Regions from separate parts of the Capsicum annuum genome. Here region 1 is linked to region 2. Evidence: chromatin contacts called from public Hi-C data. All regions are on one chromosome and are shown on one strand. Each heading gives the region's core, a stretch centred on a gene start, on an enhancer-like site or on the middle of the called end of the contact. The rest is flanking DNA. Distances are from core to core; before and after follow the strand shown.

Region 1 (6,384 bases), core at 3,192-5,691, 660 kb before region 2:
TTGAAAGACCCCCGACTCAAGACAAAAATATTCTAGAGGACATAATATAGGAACAAGAAACAATAGGTAGAAGCAAATAACAGATAATAACAAAAATAATCCTATCACAGAGTAGTACTACACTCGACCCATCCGAAACAACAAACATCACCAATACACCAAGATCAAGACACTACAAGCAACACGCTGCAACAACTAGTACAAATAACAAGACAAAGCACTCCTACATACTAGCAGAGACACACTCCTAACTACTACCAGTCTACGTTAATTCGCGTCCTCCGTACTTTCCTATCTAGGGTCATGTCTTCGGCAAGCTGCAACGGCTCCATGTCATGTCTAATCACCTCCCTCAATATTTCTTTGGTCTACCTCTACCACGCCAGAATCCATCCATAGCCAACTGCACCACCCTTTCCCAAACCTTCACAGTGTTGCTCAACTTGATACCCCTGAACAAAATGTACGCTAAAACAAAATGGGTTTGATAAGAGTTCAACTAAGAAGCCTATAGACAAATTTAATTCGTGGAGTTGGTTTAATTTTGTTTAGCTAATCATTCTAGATCTAATATGCATTTGGCGGTGAAAGAGGGAAACTTGCTATACAGAAGGTAGAAAGTAATCTAATGTTAGGACTCTTGGCAGTCTCATGAAGATCTATATGTACTTGACCAGGATAAGTGCGATCCTTCAAGATGCATTGATTTGGGTAAATAGTTGCTTGAATATGAACTTCCCTATTCACATTCATTTTGGTTAGATCCTGAAATCTAGTGCAAATGCAATTGAAAGCTAGTGTCATTATCTTTTGGAATACCTTCTTATTTACTGATGTGAGGAAAAAAAAGTAAAAGATCTTTATTTTCTGGTACATTTGTATCTGACATGAACCATATATTGTTCTAAGTTAGCAAGTTTTCTTTTTGTTGGGATTTTGTTACCCTGTTATCTTCAGGAAGGTGCCCCTTGTTTCCCAGATTTCCGTTTCTGAACATCCCATTTTCTTGTTACATATTTTGATGGGAAGTCTAGAATGTTCTTCCACCTCCATCTGATGTCTACTTTTAGATCAACATACATTTTTTTTTTGTTCGACTTACAGTTATGCACTCACATTAGTGGGGAAGAGAAGAGGGCTGGGCCCATTATCCGCTGAGTTCCGAACCGTGTGCCTTTGGCCTCAGGGAGTTTCTTGGTTATTGAAAAAAGTCATACACTGAAATTAGTTTGGAAATTTGAACAAATCAGATCTAGTAACATTACTTTCATTTGATATGCCGGTGAAGTCAGAACCTCAATAAAAGTACTAAGAAATATTCAGTTGTTTAGTGTGGTGATTTTGTTGTTAGATTATATAGAAAGTGTAGTATCTGATCTTATCAGTTCATTGTCAGATTAGCTCAAGAAGCCTGAACATTCAAGTATAAAGTGGTGTTCTCTAGATTGCTTACTTCTTAGTACACGTCTTGTATATTTTGTTTCCTATGCAATATCAATAAAACATTACTTATCAAGGAAGTAAATGATGTGTTTGTTGCGTTATTGTTTGAACATTTGTTTGTTACATATCTGCAGCTCCGAGAGCTTGAGAGAGGAGTTGATATTCTTGTGGCAACTCCTGGAAGACTGGTTGATTTACTTGAGAGAGCAAAAGTTTCATTACAGATGATCAGATATTTAGCACTCGATGAGGCAGATCGTATGCTGGACATGGGATTCGAACCTCAAATCAGAAGGATTGTGGAGCAAATGGATATGCCTCCACCTGGTGAAAGACAGACTATGCTGTTCAGTGCTACATTCCCAAAGGAGATTCAGGTTTTCTTTTATTCAGTAGGGGTGTTCTTCAATTGTCAATATGTGTTGTTAGTATTCTGCTGCTTACAGACATTTTCTATCGGTATGATGCACATCATCTTAAACCATGGTTTTGAGCTTCTTTGAACTTCTACTAAATGTTCTATATTTTTGTTTTTCTTTCTCCAGTGTAACCCGCCCCACCCACTCACCCACCCACACCCCCCAAAAAAAACATATTTCTTGTTGAATCCTAATATTTCTTCTCATTCTTCTTGTTACATGAGGACACCTGTATTTTTGCAATGCTGGAAAATTTGCCTTTTAACTTGTTGAGTTGGCATCGAGTAAAATCTTCTTTTGTATATGATCTCTAACCATTTCTTTCTTCGTTTGTTTTTGGGAATGCAGAGACTGGCTTCTGATTTTCTTGCAAACTACATATTTTTGGCGGTTGGACGGGTTGGTTCTAGTACTGATTTGATTGTTCAACGAGTTGAATTTGTTCATGATGGTGACAAGAGAAGCCATCTTATGGACCTACTTCATGCACAGATGGCTAATGGGGTTCACGGCAAGGTAGCATGCGACTCTTAGCTCTCTCTTGCTATAGGAATTATTCTCAACTACTTTAGTTCTGTTTAAGGCACCTGGAGCAGCTTGACTGAGTGGGGAAGAAGTCGGGACTTCTAATCCTAGGGACTAGCAAAGAATTAAGGATGTTGACTTTCTAATTCTTTTTGTCTGTACAGGCACTAGCGTAAATCTCCTCTTGCCTGGTCACTTTAGCTGCTCATTCTGTCCATAATTGGTTTTGTTGTTTTATTTACCTACTATATATAGATATGATTATATGAATGCTGAATTTCCTAGATCGCAGTCTGCTTAAATTTTCATTCTGCGTGAGTTTTCATTTAAATTGACTGGAAATGCTTCAGTGTTTTCCAAGGACATGACTGCATCATTCTTGTCATTTGCTTTTGTGTTGCATTGGGCCTATAAATTTTTTACATGATAAACACAATACGGAGTCTTTAATCTTTCGTTTAAATTGACTGGCAATATTATTTACTGCATTATCTTGTTTTCTGCAGCATGCTCTAACTTTGGTATTTGTCGAAACAAAGAAGGGTGCTGATGCATTGGAGCATTGGCTGTGTATTAATGGGTTTCCTGCGACTGCCATTCATGGTGATAGGACTCAGCAGGTAGGCGAGATCTAGGTATTGATAGAGATAGATCAAAATTGTTTGATCTTCAAACATGACCTTATACACTGTCCTGCGCCTTCATTACAATGTGATTAAATGGCACCACTTTTTTTTTTTGTTTGAGAAGTGGCAAGTGTATTGTAATATGGCAACAAGGAGTGCTGTCAAAAATATTTACCAGATACCAAAAGAATATCACTTGTCACGGGTTCAAGCCTTGGGAACAGCCTCTGGCAGAAATGCAAAGTAAGGCTGTGTACGATACACCCTTGTCGTGGGGCCCTTCCCCAGACACCGCGCATAGCGGTAGCTTTAGTGCACGGGGCTGCCCTTCCTATTCTTAAAGAGAGATTCTATGAGTTCTATCACTGTTATCAGCATCATTTGCAAAGATCTTCTTTGCACCAAAAATGAAACAAAAGTGGACAGTTCATCTAGATCTTCTGAATGGTGTTACCTTTATCTTCAAAACACTTAGCGTTTTTACTCACGAACTGTCCACCATTTGCAAGCTGGAATGGTTTGCCATCACATCTTGCTATCAATATTTGCATTGCATGCTGAGGAGAAGGGGCATGTGTGCATGTAACACGTGTACCTGATACTTCTATATTCAGTCAGTTTTTTGTGTTGCACCAACTATTACTTGCACTATTTTGCTGCTCATCATAGTCAACATTACGTGTGGGTTTATTTTATAGGAAAGGGAGCAAGCGTTGAGAACATTCAAGAGAGGAGATACCCCAATTTTAGTTGCGACAGATGTGGCTGCTCGAGGCCTTGATATCCCTCATGTTTCTCATGTTATCAACTTTGACCTTCCTAATGACATTGATGATTATGTGCACCGTATAGGCAGGACAGGCCGTGCAGGCAAGACAGGACTAGCAACTGCTTTCTTTAATGAAGGTAACCTTTCGATGTCCAAACCTCTAGCTGACTTGATGCAAGAAGCTAATCAGGAAGTACCCGAATGGTTGACTCGTTATGCTAGCCGTTCATACGGAGGTAGAAACAGGCGGGCTGGCGGAGGCCGTTTTGGTGGGCGTGACTTCAGGAGGGATTCCTCATACAATAGAAGTGGAGGTGGTGTGAATTACTATGATGGAGGTAATAGTAGTGGTGGTTATGGCAATTACAGTGGAGGATATGGTCCTGGAGTAACTAGTGCCTGGGACTAGCTTCTCAAAATTATGATACCTATACTTTCCTGCAGTTGTATATTACTCATCAACAAATTTGGATTATGATATTTTCTAGTCCGAAACAGCGTCGAGTTCTTGTTATTTTGGGGTCCTATAGGGGACAACTGCAAGATTGTTATGGTAGTTAGATTGGCAAATTGGAGATCACATAGGAAGCAACTTTTGTCCAATAGTTCAATGATGCCTTTGTTTAATACAATATTATTTTGCGAATTAATTTTTTTTTGGAGTGCATATGGATAGTTAATCGCCACGTGCAATGTGCATCTGATTTAGATTATTATTGTATTTCGAACGAAGTGAGATATCATGTCTAAAATCTCTTGCAGGTTTCTTCATTTTTGGTTGTATTCTTGTTCCTTAGGGAAGTGGAAATTGGAAAAAAGGCTCATGGGAATATTATTTTAGTAGTTGTTTGTGATGCTGGTTGTTGACAGCGGAAATAGTATAATTGTATTCTTTTCTATGAGAAATGTGAATGAATACAGATGGGTTTCTGGAGAAAGTTTCATAAGTTGGGACTTGGGAGTGGGGCTGTAGTACGAGTGGTCGATACACTAAATGACATCTTAGGCCCCGGTTGTCCATGCAGGTAATGATTTTTGGAGTTGGGAGTTGTTGTGTTTGGCCATGAATATAAAATTGAGTTGTTTTATTAAATTTTAGGAGAGAAATAGGAGTGAAAAAAGTTAAAAATAAGTTTACTTTCTTTTCATTTTTTCAAAAGTAATTTTCACTAAAGTTAAATAATTTTTATGATCAAACATTGTTGTTTTTACTTTTTTTCACTAAATTAACATATTTTTTTAGGAAAAAAATGAAAAAGATTCTCATGGTCAAATGATTATTTAGGGTATGTATGTTTAGTGTGGCAGAAGTAGGGGTGGGCATGGTATGGTATATACCGAATTATCATACCGAATCGAAATTTTTGATACCATAATTTTGGTATTATGATATTTGGTATGATATATGGTATACATTTTAATTTTTTTTGGTATATGGTATGGTATTTGGTATTTATAAATGACATACCGAAATACCGAATACCATACCGAAGTATATATAGTTTCATAAGTATCTTTTATATATATATATACACACATATATATATACATACACACACACACACACATATATATATATATATACATACACATACACAAATATTATACTTAGTATTAGTATAAAAATGTTTAGACATTAAAACTTTTGCTATTCTATTTTGATGAAAATGTCTTTTTTGTGTAATTAACTAACAAAAAGAATTATTTGTACTTCTTTTTCAATATTTCTACAACATATGCGTATTTCTAATACAATTAAGACGTGCTTTTGAAAAGTCGAAGTAAAAATACTCTAGTATACGAGTATATATTATCAAAGTTGTACAAACTATGGTTATCAATTATCATACCGCAAAATACCGAAACCAAACGTCAAAATACCGAACCATACCAAATTAATATGGTATGGTAATGGTATAATATTTTTAAAAACCGAATACTGAAATTACCATACCGAAGTTTTAAATACCGTATCATACCATACCATGCCCACCCCTAGTCAAAAGTACAGGGGGGTCCTTGGCTATGTAATACAAAGAGTATGTCAGCGTGCAAAATATAAAGAATTTAAGTTTGGTGCACCGTTGGTGTAGTTTTTTTTTATACCACCAGGTAACTTTTACCTGCTTTAGTAGGTCATTCATTTCTCAGGTAAAAATATAAAAATGGATGACCTGCTACAACAGGTAAAAGTCACCTGATGGTGTAAAAAAAAGCTACACCAACGATACACCAAATTTAAACTCAAATATAAATGACTCCGCATGCAAAATATAAATATGACTCTTTTGGTACAACATTGACCCAATTTTCTGTGAGGATGTTGATTCTTTGAGGAAGAGGTTGTAATATGATTGAAGGCAAGCTAATGAGGCTGGGTTGAGGATTAACAGGTTCCTTAATTGACTGACTATCTAAAAAAGGAAGTAAGTGATGAAAATCCCTTTCTCATGCTGGAAAGGGAGGGGGAAGTCGTGTGCTATATATGTGGCACACCTTTTCACTCTACACAAATATTAGTAATAAATTGGGCAATTTTACTATAGTACACTGCCAATTCGTTGTTGTTTTATATGGTTGCGTAGAGATTTACATAAATATC
Region 2 (7,260 bases), core at 4,209-6,708:
TATTCTCATAGAAGTTACAAAATATATAGTGTGGATCAAGATAGTAACAAATTACAAAATATATAGTGTGGATCAAGATAGTAACAAATTGGAGGAGAATTTATAAAGTCCACCTTATGATAAAAATACAAAATGGATGGAGGTTTCTCATTACATCAAAATTCAAATGTAAAAGATGTGGTAATCAAAGAGAAGAAAATCAAGAGATAATTACAGCTGCTGAACTTGTATAAGATTTATAGGGTAACATAGTTGAAGAAGCAGAAGGTGCAAGTGAATAAGGGCTGTTAGATGCAGAAAACATAACAGAAAATGATGTGCATTCTAGCCCATTACCAATAGATGAGGTAAATGATTTCAGGATAGGTTTAATGCTTAGAGTCAAAAGGCATGTGTTGGTGGATACATGCCAGACTGATCAGCTTTCACTAGTTTATCCATGCTAATTCAAATAGCATAGATAATAATGAGAGGGAGGAATTTGGTGATTAACATATTTTCACATGGAAAAAGAATTCTCCAAACAAAGTCTTGCATGATATTATTACACATTTCGTGAAGACCATAAAGGAGACTACTAAAGCCACTGAGGTCACTAATTAGGTTGCTTTAGAGGGAGATGATGAAGATGTTTTCTAGGCTATATCTCGTGTAGATAAGAAAACATATATACTCTAAAATCAAATACCAAAGCATCAAAAAAAGGCAAAAAAATATAATGACATCTCACAACCTATAAGGGTGATTTCAAAAAAAATTGTTGCAACAAGCCTTCACTTAAGTGATGATGAAGATCAGAAAACAGTCATAAGGCTTTTGCAGTCTTCAAATATTACATAAAAAAAATCCTAAGATCTATGTTCATAGCCCTCGTGAAACTATTTTATAAGGCCAAGCAAATTCAAAGATATAAGAGGAGACTGAGGATGCTGCTGGTTAAGGCAAATCGTAATGGCAAGCTATGACATTTTGTGAATAAAGAAATTGGTGTAGAGGTTTTACCAAGCACTCCTCAATAGTTACTCTGAAACTCTTTATAAAAGAGTGAAGAAGAATTTTAATAATTATTTTGTTGTATGCTAAATGTGATGGATCTAATAGATTGAAGTTGTGGGATAGTTTTATTCCACAATGCAAGCACTTAATAGCGCTTGGTTAAAGGTGACTTTTAATGTTGCTCTAAATTTAAGAAGAAAAGATTGATGGCTTACTAATATATCATCCTAAATATGAAGACTTTGTTTGCAGCAATGTTATGATCTATCTGATGTAAACATTAAAGATAGCCCTTTTAGTTGGTGGAGTGGAAGGGCAGCAGATGACTATATCTTCATAAGATTTGATAGAATAATGATATATGAAATTCCATAACTGATTTGGAGTTGTAAAGATGGAGCATCTGTCAAGGATGAATTCATACCATGCAGCACCGCTATTAACATAGGGAAGAAGCACAACAAATTATCAAGACTTTCAAGTTCATTCATATTCATAATCTTGAATTAACATGCATCTTATTCATTCATTCATATTCATTTCACCTGGTTTAGTACTTCTGATTAATTTTGATAGAGTGGTTGTATTTTTGTTGATTTGAAGTATTGAGTGTGATTGAGTTGCCTTATATTTCTGTGATTGTGATTTAACTATTAGTCTAGTTGTGGTCTTTCAGTTGGCAGTTTTATTGAACTATGTTGGGTTTTGAAAGATTATAAATGGTTTTCGTCATCATTTTGAATTAGGGTCGAATGAAGATGTTGAGTACATGTGTTTTAGTATTCACGCTTATTTATTTCTATGCTTTACATGCAGGTAATGAATCAATGATCCCTGATCGTTGATTCAGACCCCACTAGGTGGGAATACACTGGGTTTGTTGTTGTTGTTGTTAGATCGTTGTACCTTGTAAATATCATTCTTGGGTTGATTCCTTTGGCAATGCAGTTAAGACATGTCACTATTACTTTCTTGTGTTTTTACTTTGTATTTTATTATTATCTGAGTTTTAGATTGGCTTAACTACCACGAATGATGGGATAGGTGTCACCATGATAAAAGTTTTGAATTGTAAAAATATAAAAGTGAATAGAGAAAGTAATTAGAAAAGAAAAAATAAAAGTGAATATACAGCTGAAGATTACACTTAGAAAATACTACAACTTTCAATAGAAACTACTAAATTTTGGAGCCATGCTAGCACGACCACTGATATCTAGTCAATTATAAAGAATGTTGTGGAAAAATAATACAAGGTTGTAGGAAACCAAAAAAGTTGTAAAAACCATAAAGGGCAGTCAAAATTTTATAGGTTTATGAATAAAAAAATATTCAAATATATATAGAAAATATAAAATTTAAATTTTGTGCATTATTAATGTACAAAATATTCTACACTATCAGGTAAACTTAATTTCCTATTGCAGTTTATCCAATTTTTTTTTTGTTAATTTTTAGGTAAAAATTGAATAACCTGCAATAACAGATCAAGTTTACCTGATAGTGTAGAATATTTTGTAGACAATACACAAAACATAAACTCAAAAATATATTATAACACACTCCCACATGTTTATTAATTGTTGAATTATTAACATCATGTCTTACGATTATATATTGTTGTTTGCAACAAACTTACTATGATCGATTTTAATATTATTCTCTCTAAGTTTTATTTTGTAATTCGAGGGTGTTACGAGCGTATTTTTTTTTAACATAGAAAGATTTAGACTTGATATCCAACAAAGAAAGATTTTATGGATCTTCTTAAAGTATTTGATTATCAAGAAAAATGAGTCTTGATATCTTTGTGAATATTCCATGAGTTATGAAATTTTTGAGATGTCTCTTTAAAGAAAAATATTAGGATTCAGTAGCCTCCAAGCTAATGTTTAGGGTAGAGTATCCAAGAAATCCTAACTGAAACTGGGCTCCTCTTGTAGAATCTCACAAAATTTTGATGTCCATAAATGCCCCTACTTCAAGATTGTCGTAGTGTAGGCTTGAAAAACTCATAGACAAAACTTGAAGTACTCACAAAAATGGGGCTTCCATCTTTTCGCTTTTTATAGCTCCAAATTTGTAAATCTGATTTGAAGAGAAGAGAAAAAAGACAGATTTGGTCCCATTGGGCATACTGATTTGTATGCAATAAATTTTATTGTGATAGAAAATTTTGTAATCACAAATAAAATATATTGATAAACAATGTACAATTCCGTATGTTCCTTTGACTCTTCTCTGTGATTTGTTTTTGTGGTTCAAGAGTCGTTAGTAACGTATTTCTCTAATGTATAAAGATTTGAATTTGTTTCTCTAATGTATGAAGATTTGAATTTGTTATTTATGAAAGGAGAGTTCTGTGCATCTTGTTGAAATATTTGATTATCAATAAGAGAAAGTCTTAATCTCTTTGTGAATATTTCATGCGTTTATTAAATTCTCGAGATGTCAGCTCAAGAGATTTATTACCCTTTAAATAGGTGAGATTTGAAATATAAAGTTGTGTTGTCTCTAAGTTTAGGGTTTAGATAGAGTAACCTTAAAGAACCCCTAGTAAAATTTCGATATATACAAACATCTCTTAATTCAAGGCTTGTCGGAGTGTAAACTTGACGAAACTCAAGGCGAGACTTAAAATAATTTCATCTTGTGTAGTTTGTGACTCCATCTCTATTGATTATTCGTAGGTTAAATTTACTTTACTTTCCGTACCTTAATTTTTAACTTAATAGGGGTTTAAAGTTAATAGAAACAGCGATGCAGTAAACAGTGGTTCCGAAAAAGAGTGTAAAAGGAAGTAGCGAATTAAATTTTACCGAAATTAGATTCTATAATGAAAAGATCTCTGATATTTGACCAAAATTTCAAGATAATGATCCAAGTTGCAAATGAAATTTATTATGTAACCCGTTGGTCTAAATAATGACATTCACTTGCTAGCATCTATAATTTACAAATTAACAAAAATTACAATCATTTCACAACTTAACGTACTATAACTATTTAAAATCTCAATTTTTTTTAATAATTACATAAATTTCTGCTTTTACTTTACAACTCAGATATCTCCATGTAAAATTCAGTGATATATCCGTATAAAACTAAGTGATGTATCCGGAAGAAGGCGACACATCCGTGGGGACTAAATCGAGAATTTTTAGTAATTTTGAAAAAAGTTCGGATATGGAGTAATTAGCTCCAAAAAGATTAAAATTTATGTAACTTTTACAAATTAAATTAAACGGCCAAGTGAAAATTAGTTAAGATTAAATAAAAATACTACCCAAAATACTTGGATGAAAATTAAATTTCGGCTAATGCCAATTTCTCTTTTGATTTTGATGCTAATCAGAACATATGAATATGGTGGATTACTTACTCGACTGTTAGGCAGACTGCATGGCAAAATTCTGCGAAGCTCCATTTCTCAGTGTTGCTAAAATGACTCTTGTAGCAATTTTCTATCATTGGACCAATATTATCACTCTGCTCACCATTTGCTGCAAAAAACGAAAGAAAATATTACAAAATAGCCTTATTCCCCTTTACACTAGCAAAAAAATCCTTCAATGACGTGAAAAAATAGTTGTAAAGAGAGAGAGAGATGGACCAAATTTCTTGAGGGATTGCCCCATACTCTGCAAATATTAGGAAAGACAAAAAAAAAAAGTGAAGGAGAAACGATCAAGAACAAAGAGTTATATATTAAGACAGATGTGCTATTAATGTGAAACGAGACTTGAAATGGAGGAGTATATCTAGAGCATGAAGTAAAAACTCTTCTATGTCCAAATTGATACATACGAGTTTTGGTAGCCAAGGAAGGAATGTTTCATCATTACTCATGATTTTAGAGAACCAAAAGACGACGTATGCCAAACTTGAATGGACTAAACTTTTGCCTCTAAAGAAGAATCTACTAATTTCTTTTTCAATTGATAATATAACAATTTAGTTTTTCATTCTTGATACGTTTTTTTTGTCTTGAAAAACTTCGTTTATATAGCTGACCTTACATTCAGCAGCACATGCATCTATTGACCTTCCTATGAGAAAAGTGTTTACAAGAATTCTTAACACATTGACTATTGCATGCCAATAGGATAAATGGGTTATGGGAGATCCAACCATAATTATATCACGCCAAAATCAATTCTTCCAACGTCGGTCTCTTTGGCTTTTTGATGTATTCGACCAATTCGTTCTTCCTAATCGTAGTATAGGTACCAACTGTCCAACCACTATCTCTTATTGCATTCAAACTGCCAAATATATGCTTAATTTTACAGAATAGCAACTATCTGTGGAAATCACCATAGCCTACTTTCATTGAACTCTTTGAGAATTAGAATATAAAATTACACGTGTACAACTTTCTGCACAGCAAAACTTAGCCGAGCAAGCTATTCCAGTGTTGTTTAAGAATCTCATATGCCCTGAAGCAAGGGACTGCCTGCAGTTCAGTGTGCCCATTTAAAGAATCCTGCGTTACAATACCCAGCCTCACCAATGTACTTATGGCTTTGTCTACAGGCATTTCTACCTGCACATAATGCATGAGTGTTAAGATGGAAAAATATATAGCGGAGAGTGAGACCCTTGTATTTTTTCCGGTTTGTCATAGCCCAGTCCCTCTACGACACAAAGTTTCATTTAAACACTTGTAAGTGTTCAAAACTAATATTTTAAGTCCCTCTAGACTGACATGGCTAACACATTGGATTCACGTCACTTATCAAATTAAAAAAAATTAAAGTATGAAAACAAATATGAACAAATAAAAATTTTAAAGGTCAAAATTGAACTTATTGTGGGAAATCCCCTGCATCTCATTCTTCCCCATTTGTTCACTATCCTAAACAACAAGGTCATTCCAAGTTAAAAGACATGGATACAATAGAAGCATAGCCAACTTGTTGGCTCAACAAATTCTCCTCATCTCATTCACTCAAGTTAATATCCAACAATTTGTCCATTTCCTCAAGAACATCATAGGTCATTCTCTTCAACCTAATTCCTCCATACTTTTCAATTTCAGGAACAATCAACACCAACTGCTTCAATCAACTGAATTCAACATGGACAAACACATAATTTTGGACACACTTTTCGACATGTCAACACCCCCAAACATAAAATTGGAGTTTTTAGAGGAAAGAAGAGAATTTGGGATGGTAGTTGATACGAGCCAAATGGCCATCATAGCTTTAGATGACACTATGCAAAGCCAACACATGAAGAATTCGGGTGTGGTCACATTGAGGGAACGGGGACATGCATGGGAGACCCACTTTGAGTCCACAATAGATCAATTCCGTGTGTGGAAGGTTGCTTGGGAGCTTGCCTTGATGAGACACCCGATAGTCCAAGTGATGAGAAAGTGTGAAGGCCAAAAATAACACAAGGAAATGCATATGTTGAAGTGTGAAGAAGAGCTCTCTGAACACTCCATGACCGCCCCTCTCATTAAGGGTGTTATGGTCATTTTTATGCCCCTCTCTTACACTCCATAGGTGCCCTTCTCATTAATGTTAGAGATGTGGAGGCAAACTCTTGAGTCTAAAGGGTTCAGGGTGAGCAGAAGCAAGACAGAGCATGTGGAATGTAAGTTTAATGACGTGAGGCGGGAGAACGAGGTAGTAGTGAAGCTGGAAGCACAGGAGGTATGTAAGAGGGATAAGTTCAAGTATCTCGGGTCCGTGATCCAGAGTAACGGTGAGATTGACGAGGATGTCTCGCACCGTATTGGGGCGGGATGGATGAAGTGGAAACTCGCGTCGGGGGTGCTGTGTGATAAGAAGGTGCCGCCCAAGCTTAAAGGCAAATTCTATAGGGTGGTAGTCCGTCCGGCCTTGCTGTATGGAGCGCAGTGTTGGCCAGTTAAGAACTCCCACATCCAAAAAATGAAGGTGGCAGAAATGCGGATGTTGCGCTGGATGTGTGGACTGACTCGAGGGGATAGAGTTCGGAATGAGACTATCCGGGAGAAGGTTGGTGTGACTTCAGTGGAGTGTAAGATGCGGGAAGCACGATTGAGATGGTTCGGACACGTGAAGAGGAGGGGCATGGATGCCCCGGTCCGTAGGTGTGAGAGGCTAGCGTTGGATGGTTTTAGGCGGGGTAGGGGTAGGCCGAAGAAGTACTGGGGTGAGGTGATTAGGCGGGACATGGAACAGTTACAGCTCACCGAGGACATGACCCTAGATAGGAAGGTCTGGAAGACGCGAATTACGGCAGAAGAGTAGGGCCAGATTGGGTCGC

What was found. A called contact is a pair of places that touch in the nucleus more often than the background predicts.
Region 1: a Hi-C map of leaf shows a contact between it and region 2, with 3 times the contacts expected there. The contact joins two enhancer-like sites. A contact is called at or near these places in 2 of 5 Hi-C or Micro-C datasets (leaf and placenta).

The regions. Positions count from the first base shown.
Region 1 is chr3:101,821,963-101,828,346 of UCD10Xv1.1, reverse strand. LOC107863621 (DEAD-box ATP-dependent RNA helicase 37) reads left to right here. Exons shown (of 7, transcript XM_016709629.2): 4 at 1,578-1,820; 5 at 2,211-2,378; 6 at 2,894-3,007; 7 at 3,712-4,449. The coding sequence ends at 4,191. Among protein-coding and RNA genes, the nearest start is that of LOC107863621, 7.0 kb to the left of the region's middle. Within about 2 kb of position 4,441, at least 3 of the 5 cell types and tissues checked have an H3K27ac peak or open chromatin away from gene starts, as enhancers often do. A contact at or near this core is called in leaf, where this site is marked.
Region 2 is chr3:101,159,054-101,166,313 of UCD10Xv1.1, reverse strand. LOC107863625 reads right to left here. Exons shown (of 18, transcript XR_007052978.1): 14 at 5,362-5,542; 15 at 4,610-4,637; 16 at 4,379-4,499. Among protein-coding and RNA genes, the nearest start is that of LOC107863625, 31 kb to the right of the region's middle. Within about 2 kb of position 5,458, at least 4 of the 5 cell types and tissues checked have an H3K27ac peak or open chromatin away from gene starts, as enhancers often do. A contact at or near this core is called in leaf, where this site is marked.